Regions from separate parts of the Mus musculus genome. Here region 2 is linked to region 1. Evidence: chromatin contacts called from public HiChIP or PLAC-seq data. All regions are on one chromosome and are shown on one strand. Each heading gives the region's core, a stretch centred on a gene start, on an enhancer-like site or on the middle of the called end of the contact. The rest is flanking DNA. Distances are from core to core; before and after follow the strand shown. Region 1 has its middle 16 kb from the start of Gm31482. Region 2 overlaps Rapgef5 (Rap guanine nucleotide exchange factor (GEF) 5).

Region 1 (3,988 bases), core at 884-3,383:
AATATGTCTAGATAAAAACAAAATAATTTAAGCACAAAATTCTCATGTCAGATTTTATATTAATTACACAATGGCTTGCCTTGAAACAAAATCAGTCATCAAAAAAGCAGGAATAGTCCTTCTACACACATACACACTAACATATCCTATAATACACTCAAATTATGTTGGAATAGTCCCTTCAGAATTACTTGCATTTTGGTGAAAATTAGTTGGAATATCTTAATTAATCAAAAGACAGAATACAAAAGACTTCAGACTGAATAAGTTTTTTTTTAACGAATTACAATTATAAAAAGCATACAGAAAACAAACTAAAATCACCTCTATCAATTCAATGGGAGAGATAGATGAATTTAACCGTGGGTACTGTAATGCCTTGATTTCCAGAAAGAATTTGGTGAGGGCCCTCTGTTTTAATTGAGTTGCTTTATATTCTGTGCTGAAAGGTAAGTATCATTGAAAGGGCCTGAAATCTCACACTGGACTTCAGGGAAGCATACACATGATAAATGGAAATCATTTGACAAGTTGTACCTCATAAAATGTGTATTGAATAAAGAGGCTCTGCTTGGAAACAAAAGACATGCCCTACAAAAATTTTTGGCAGAAGTTAGTGGCATGCTTCAATGTGAAAACATGAGAAATAAGAAAAGCCTTCAGGGCTCAGAACATAACAGCAGGATGACTGTTGTCGTCGCAGATCAGGGTTTAGTTTCCAACACCCCACAACCACTAATAACTCCAGGTCTAGTGGATCTGGCGCCCTCTTTTGGCCTCCATTGGCATTGCATGTAAGAGATTTACATACAGGTTCACATGCACAGAAATAATTTTTAAAAAATTAAAGCCTTTAGTCAGCCTTACTTACTCAGCGCTTATTAAACAATTCAGCACATGAAGAGAGAGTATGTCCTCAATTAAAAATATGTTGGCTCATAGAAAAGGATCAGTTTCAAATGTATTAATCGTAGAATGTGAATCCTGTAAATAGTTTTATGATACGGCAAGACAATGTAGAGTTTCCTCCAACTCATATTATTGTTGAAGCCATTTTAGGATTAACTAGAACTTGTTCTCCTTGATGGAGAATTCCGTGGAAAATTGCCCAACTATTCTATTCTAGGACCCCAAGATCAAGATGCCTCAGATAATTATCCTGGCTTCTGTTAAACTACCTGTTCCTGCAAACCTCCCCTTCCAGCTAACTGTTTATCTTAGCTTCTGTTAAGCTGCTCACTTGGGCAAAGCCACCCCCTGTAGCTGCAAGATAACAGGATGTGTGTTTTGGGGGTCCTGAATACCTAAGTAGTAGTCCCAGCCCACAGGAATAAGGACTTTCAATCGGCTAAGACTATTTCTGAGTGGTCTTCTCTGGTGAGCTCCCCGTAACACTCTTACTAGTTTTGTTATGCTCTAATTTATCCGGCCACAGCCCACCAGCTTAGCCACAGCCCACCAGCTTAGCCACAGCCCACCAGTTTAGCCACAGCCCATGAGCTTGTGCCACCATTGTTCATACTCTTTTCTCACAGCCTGAATTTTTCCTGAGAGCAGGATCTGCTATTCCTGATTTATGTGCAATTACTGTATGTGCAGGGCATTGCTTAACTATTGCAGTTCTATTAACTTCTAAATACCTCATTTCCTGGTAAGAAAAATGAGATGGGGAAGACCTGTGTGATTCAAGACAGTCCTGTGTTCTAGACTGCCTTAACCTTAGATGTGAGGCCAAGGAGCCTGACTTCAGAATTCTGTGTTCCTGACCCTCATCCTCAGGCGACTTTTCCTGGGTAAATGTCCTCAATTATGTTTTTTGAATGAATAAATAAAGATGAAGGGGTGAACAAACAGAAAGAAAGTAATAGTGCCAAGTCCAACCATGCGGGTGGAAAGGTGGCAGCAGAGAAAGTTGCTCCCAAACCCTTCTTTCCTGCCCCAGAGGTGATAGACTCTGAGTTGGAACCAGGATTTCCTAGGGACAAGTGACCTAAGCAAGCAGGCTTGTTTACACAGCACACAGCTGCCAATTCAAGGAGGCAAGAAAACAAAGGTGCTTTCCACACCCTGCTGATAAGGAGGCTTCCCTGGGGCTGTTTACTCTCTCAGAGGATAGGATGCTGCCCCTGCAGAGGCCTGGATGCTAACAGAAGGCCCTGCAGTTCAGGGAGGTGGCTAGGGCAGCAGCCTGGAGGCTCCCACCCAGTAACTACAGTGGGAGTAGAGGGCTGTAGTGCCTGAGGTCAACTGTACCTAGTGCTAGGTCTCAGGAGCTGGGGACAAATGACTGAGATTTCTATTAACATACCAAACACGATGGCCAGCTCTTCCAGCATGTCTCACTACCTGTAGCCCCTCCAAGCTCTTCCAATATAACACAGTACTTGTGGCCCCTCTCAACTCTCCCAGCATCCCTCAGTACCTGTAGTCCCTCCCAGCGAAGGCCTGTTTTGTACACTATAAAGTTTACCCTTGCGTTATTCAAATGCTGATTTCTCTGCCATCATATCTAGTTTCAATCCAGACTTGGCACTGTAATGCTTATATCAAGAATCTCCTGTCTCTCTATCAACCAACCAGACCTCCTAGAGCTCTCAGAGACTAAGCCATCAACCCAAGAGTACACATGGTTCCAGCTGCATATGTAGCAGAGGATGCCCTTGTCAGGCATCAATGGGAGGAAAGGTCCTTGATCCTATGAAGGCTCGAAAGATGCCCCAGTATAAGGGAATGATGACAGGGGGGTGGGAGTGGGTGGGTAGGTGGAAGGGAGGATGGGATGGGGGTTTCCAGGAGGGAGGAAACTGGGGAAGGGGATAACCTTTGAAATGTAAATAAAGAAAATATCCAATTTAAAAAAAAAGGCACACACACACAAAAAGAATCTCCTGTCTCAAGTTTGTATAAACTGTTCTTACCACTTATTCTTTTCCTCATCAATAAATGCTGACCACCCAATGGGTGGGCAGAAGAGAGAATAGAGTGGGATGTTCCACTAGCAAGAGGAAGGAAAGAGGGAGATTCAGATGGGTGAGAAAGATGGAGGAATTGGAGCCATGAAGAAGGGGTGAAAAGGTCAGCTCAAGAACTTTGGGAAGGTCATGAAACACTCACCCATCCAGAAGGGAGGGGCTACTTAGCATTTCTCAGACCACAGGTTGGGCCCTGGTAAGCTAAGGCTCCCCGGAGTCTTACAGGGGTCCAAGAGAAGCAAATCAATAATAATATACAGGTATTGTGGGAAGGGGCTGGGAGGTAGCCAGATTGGTAGACATTTAAGGCACATCATTTGACTGCTCAGATAATACGGTAAATAAAATTTATTTATTTTAAATAAATCTTGTTTCCCCTGGGACGTTACTGGGGATTAGCATGAGGTGAATAAATACAGCCCCCAGATTAATTCACCATTTACATTTATAATAAGAATAATTTATTTACATTCAAGCTTTCCCAGTATCTTTGGTACTTGTGGCTCCTCCCAACACTTCTCACCCCACTTCCTACCCTAAACCTCTCCCTCCCAGGGCCTGGGCTTCTGTTTCCCTTGCCCCAGCCTGATACCTACATAACTCAACTATTTTGGCCTGGGCCGGGCCACCTCTTACTGAGGTCCAGGTCCACTCTCTTTCTCTCCCTTTCTGCCTTTCTTCTCGTCGTCTGGTTTGGTCCCTTGGCCGTGTTCAGCCTGGACTCTTCTTCCCTCTGCCTGCTTTCTCCCTTTTATCTACAATAAATATCCCCATACTTTAGGAGTAGTCACATCCTCCTTTTACTCGTGATTTCATTCACCTATCTCATTCTCCGCACTGTGAGTCATGGCTGGGCAGGGCCCAGTGAAAACTGGCAATTAATGTCTTTGCTGATCTGGTTCTACCGTTACCCTACCTGTGTGCCCTTATTGTGCCTACTTTGGCACGGGGAGAAAAGGAGAGGGGGGGGGGTAAAATGAAATATGCAATCTCTTCTATTTTTAGGGAGGTGTCTT
Region 2 (3,988 bases), core at 1,078-3,577, 280 kb before region 1:
TTTTTATTAGTAGTCTATGAAGGGCTAAAACATCGTTTGAGACTAGGTCTCACCATGTTGTCCAGGTTGATCTTGAACCTGTGGCCTCAGTGATTCTCTGGCCTGAGCCTTCCAAGTACAGAAGACTACAGGTGGGCACCACCATGCCTGCGCATGGCATCTCAGGTGGTGCTGATGGTTGTGGTTTTAAAGCTGCACCCTGAGAATTTGTGTTATGAAGACATCATAAGATCATAAACAGAAATAAAACGGAGACTAAGGGCAGAGAGCAGAGGTTCACAAATGCAAGCCAAGCCCAGTAACAAATAATTTAGCATGACCACAGGCAAAGCAGTAAAGAGATTCCTATGTAACCAAGTGCGTGTGTCTTACAGAAGTAACCACACTGCATGAGGGCAGAGGTTCACTTGTAATTGAGTGTGTGCATCTTACAGGAGTAACCACACGGCACAAGCAGTGGCAGATCCTTCTTGATTGACACTTCTGAAGAGGCAAGTCATCTAGCCTGAGTGAGCTCACAACACACTCCAAACAGCTTACAGTGCTGAGATGTTTTAACGAGGAAATATGAACAAATTTAACAGATATTGCAGAATGAAGCCATGAGTCCCTCCAGAAGGAAAGACTACGGCAGGAGGAAGTGTTTCTTTACATGGAAGGTGAACGAACCACATGGCTACAGACCTGTGGCATTTTCATCTCCTGATTCCTGTGAGCATTGCTACCACCGAGCTGTCAGTAGCACTTTGCTTCTAGTATATAATTCATAAACATTATAATATGCCCCCAGGGGAGATGTTCACATATACAAAAATGTGAAATTTATATGAGAATTTGAAGTTTTGTAGCACATTATAAAACTTATGAAATATTCCTAAGTAAAAAGATAAATGTATATATGTACATAGAGAGAAATGGAAAGATTAGCACTAAAGGTAAAATTACTCTTCAATCTCATTACGGCATTACATATCAGTATAAACCTATAAAACCACACCCCCACACATCACACACTTGCCTACAGGTATCTGTACATAGAAGGCCAGCACATCCACACTTACCTCACACCAAGCTCACGACAGAACAAGGACCAAAGAAAGCACAGGACATATTCTAATTTCCTCAGGATGGGGCAGACTTTCAACATACTTTAATTCCTCCAGATAGCTTTTAGACCACACTATCCTAGCACAATACACAAGTGTCTCAAAAAAAAAAATAAACCACACAGTTAAATGTTAAAACTATATTTAGCAGTTCTGTCTTTCCAGTTCCCTGCTTACCTCGTGGATTGAATTGAACAGACTCCAATCAAAACTCATTAATTCCAGAGCAAGGTCCCACGTGTTCATCCCCAAAATCCTCATTGACCTTTGCTGGGATTCCTCATTTTCTGCCAAAGGATTCTAAAGCAACAGACAGAAGCAAAAGGATCTTCAGTAGTCCCCGAATGTTCCACCGTGAATTGGCTGCCTGTAGGAAGGCTCAAGGAACCCAGATTAGAGAAGTAATCTTTTCTGAGTGCCCTTAATATTTCCCCTGCTCTGTTCACCGGCAGTGAGTTACAGCCAATTTAGGAAACAGCCCTGCAACAGTCAAATGTGATCAATGACACTTCACCCAGACAGCCTGCCCCTCCCCCTCCCCCTTCTCCATGAGCTCAGCCTGCCCATCCCCTCCCCCACCAGCTCCCCCACATCCACAAATCTGATTATAAAACACAGCCCTGACAGACAGCATAATGAAACTGAAAGCCCTGGAATCACTTTGGCTTCTGGTAAAAATTAATGTGCCAGGAGGGTTAGTATAAAAACAAACAAAAGAAATGTCACAGAGCACTTCAATAAAGACAGACATGGCTTGTACAGGAACCGTGCTTTGCCAGTCTCATCCTAGACACAGGCTTACAAATTTCATTACAAGGTCCTTGGAAAGTGAAAAAAAATCTGACATGAAATAAAAATAAAAGCTTTTTTATTTAGAGCCCATGTGACTAATATGTTCTATGTAACAATTGTTTTGCTTTGTTCTTCCCTCATGGAGAATGGGGGCTAATCACGTAGGTTGCTAACAGCACTTCCTTCAAAATCTGGCATGAGACTATTACATTGCCAATACAGCCTTAAATCTCTCAGCATGTTTGAAGTTATTAAATAAGCAATTTGGTATTTTCTCTAAAATTATTGGAATTTTCTAATTAAAATGCACATTTTCTCATTTGAGAGTTTTGAGGCAAAGAGTTAATGATTTAAAAAGCCAAAAGACTGGGAATTGGCTGCTGTGTGACTCAGTGATGGGGCCATTATGGCTGCAAGTGTGACTCAGTGACCAGGCAGTTAGGTGTGTGGTGTGACTCAGGAAGGGGCACTTAAGCTTGCCTAACATCTATGAGGTCCCTGGGGTCAGCTCCCAGAACGGATTTTTTTTGTTTGTTTGTTTTTTTAGAGACAGGGTTTCTCTGTGTAGCAACTCAGAAATCCGCCTGCCTCTGCCTCCTGAGTGCTGGGATTAAAGGCGTGCGCCACCACGCCCGGCTCAGAACGAATATTTTTTAAAAGGGACAAGCTTATTCTGCAAAAGTAAATTACATGGACTGCATGCCAGTTTTAAAACTTTGGTGTTTATGAAAATGTTTGGTATTGAAAAACAAAACAAACAAGAACCTAACACAGCCAATCTTCCCAGACTTCCCCACAGGGGAGACTGCCTTGCAAGCTGGCCTCTCTGCCTCCCCTGAGAATGTAGTGTTGTGTCAGGGGCACTGACTGAGTCTATGAATTTATGGATTCTGTGGTGCTGAGGCGGGAAGTCAAGGGTTCTTAGGAATTGTCTGCTAGGATGGGACAAGGCACTGAAATAAAGCCAAAGCTGACTATAGGGTGGGAATCAATGGTTAACCTGGTCTTTTGTCCATTTTATTTTTCCTTAAATTTGCTCTTCAGCATAGTTCTTCTACCACATGGTTCCTCAAGGCTGACTAGTGTCCTGTCCAGGCAATACTTTCTATTTTCTACTCTACCCTCTGGGCTTGATTTTGAGGAAGATTCGTTAATCTATGAGAAACTGTTAGTGGTTACAGTGAGTCCTCATGTCCTAGGCCCCAACCACGCTCTGTTCTAAGCAGACACCCCTGAAGATGAAATTCTTAAATCTGCTACCCACAAGGACATATGCCATGATGTCCAAAGCAGTTGTAGAAAATGCTGGAGGGCCGGATGGAGTCTTGTTCCTACTAGAACACAGCTCATGGCATTTGCTTATTCCACTGGGACATCACCCATGGAATAAAGTCCTGGGGGAATTATATCAGGTGGAATTATGCTACGTGGCTGAAGGAGAAGGGCTTGGGGGACAGCTTGAGTGTGTGGGGGATTTTCTTGGGAAGAATCCACAAAAGCTATACTTTAGACTGTTTTCTTTCATGGGCAAGAATAAAATCAAACTCATTGTCTACAAAAAGTCCTGTGAAGTACCTTTGCTGTCCCCTTAGCCATAATGTTTTTAAACTTCACACTGAGAATAATCTGAAGGTCAGGTTTATTTAATCTTTTCAAATCTTGCTCTTCAGAGGCATCTGATATCCCATAGTTACTGATTCATTGTACACAGGGAAGGCTGAAAAAAAAATCTACCTTTTATTTAAGGAAATGGGACACTCAAAAGGACAGGCCCTTTGTCTCTCAGTACAACTGGGACTATTTCTCAGCCCCATGCCCATACAGCTCCCCAAAAGGAAAAAGAGACTAAGTCAAGATTCGATGGGATGGAGAGTCATAAATTCAAATACTTTTTAATCAGAAAAAAGGTAAGACTGATTCCAGGGAGGCTAATCCCTTAAGTCAGGCCTCTGATTTGCAAAAGACATGTCACTTGGCAGGCTACTTGTGGTTGCAAGAGAAAATAGCTTAATGAACGTACACACACACACACACACACACACACACACACACACATATATAATTTTCATTATAAAGCATAAACATGTGAT

The links. HiChIP or PLAC-seq counts read pairs in DNA pulled down with a chosen protein or histone mark.
Region 2: an H3K27ac HiChIP or PLAC-seq map of trophoblast stem cells shows a contact between it and region 1, with 10 read pairs. The contact joins two enhancer-like sites. A contact is called at or near these places in 2 of 484 Hi-C or Micro-C datasets (bone marrow-derived macrophages and nephron progenitors) and 3 of 115 datasets of contacts at active chromatin or transcription factors (embryonic basal ganglia, embryonic stem cells and trophoblast stem cells).

What each region holds. Positions count from the first base shown.
Region 1 is chr12:117,448,421-117,452,408 of GRCm38.p6, reverse strand. No RefSeq gene overlaps it. Among named protein-coding and RNA genes, the nearest start is that of Gm31482, 16 kb to the left of the region's middle. Within about 2 kb of position 2,133, at least 53 of the 459 cell types and tissues checked have an H3K27ac peak or open chromatin away from gene starts, as enhancers often do. A contact at or near this core is called in trophoblast stem cells, where this site is marked.
Region 2 is chr12:117,726,075-117,730,062 of GRCm38.p6, reverse strand. It overlaps Rapgef5 (Rap guanine nucleotide exchange factor (GEF) 5), which reads right to left. Exons shown (of 26, transcript NM_001373989.1): 19 at 1,284-1,406. Among named protein-coding and RNA genes, the nearest start is that of Cdca7l, 120 kb to the left of the region's middle. Within about 2 kb of position 2,327, at least 44 of the 459 cell types and tissues checked have an H3K27ac peak or open chromatin away from gene starts, as enhancers often do. A contact at or near this core is called in trophoblast stem cells, where this site is marked.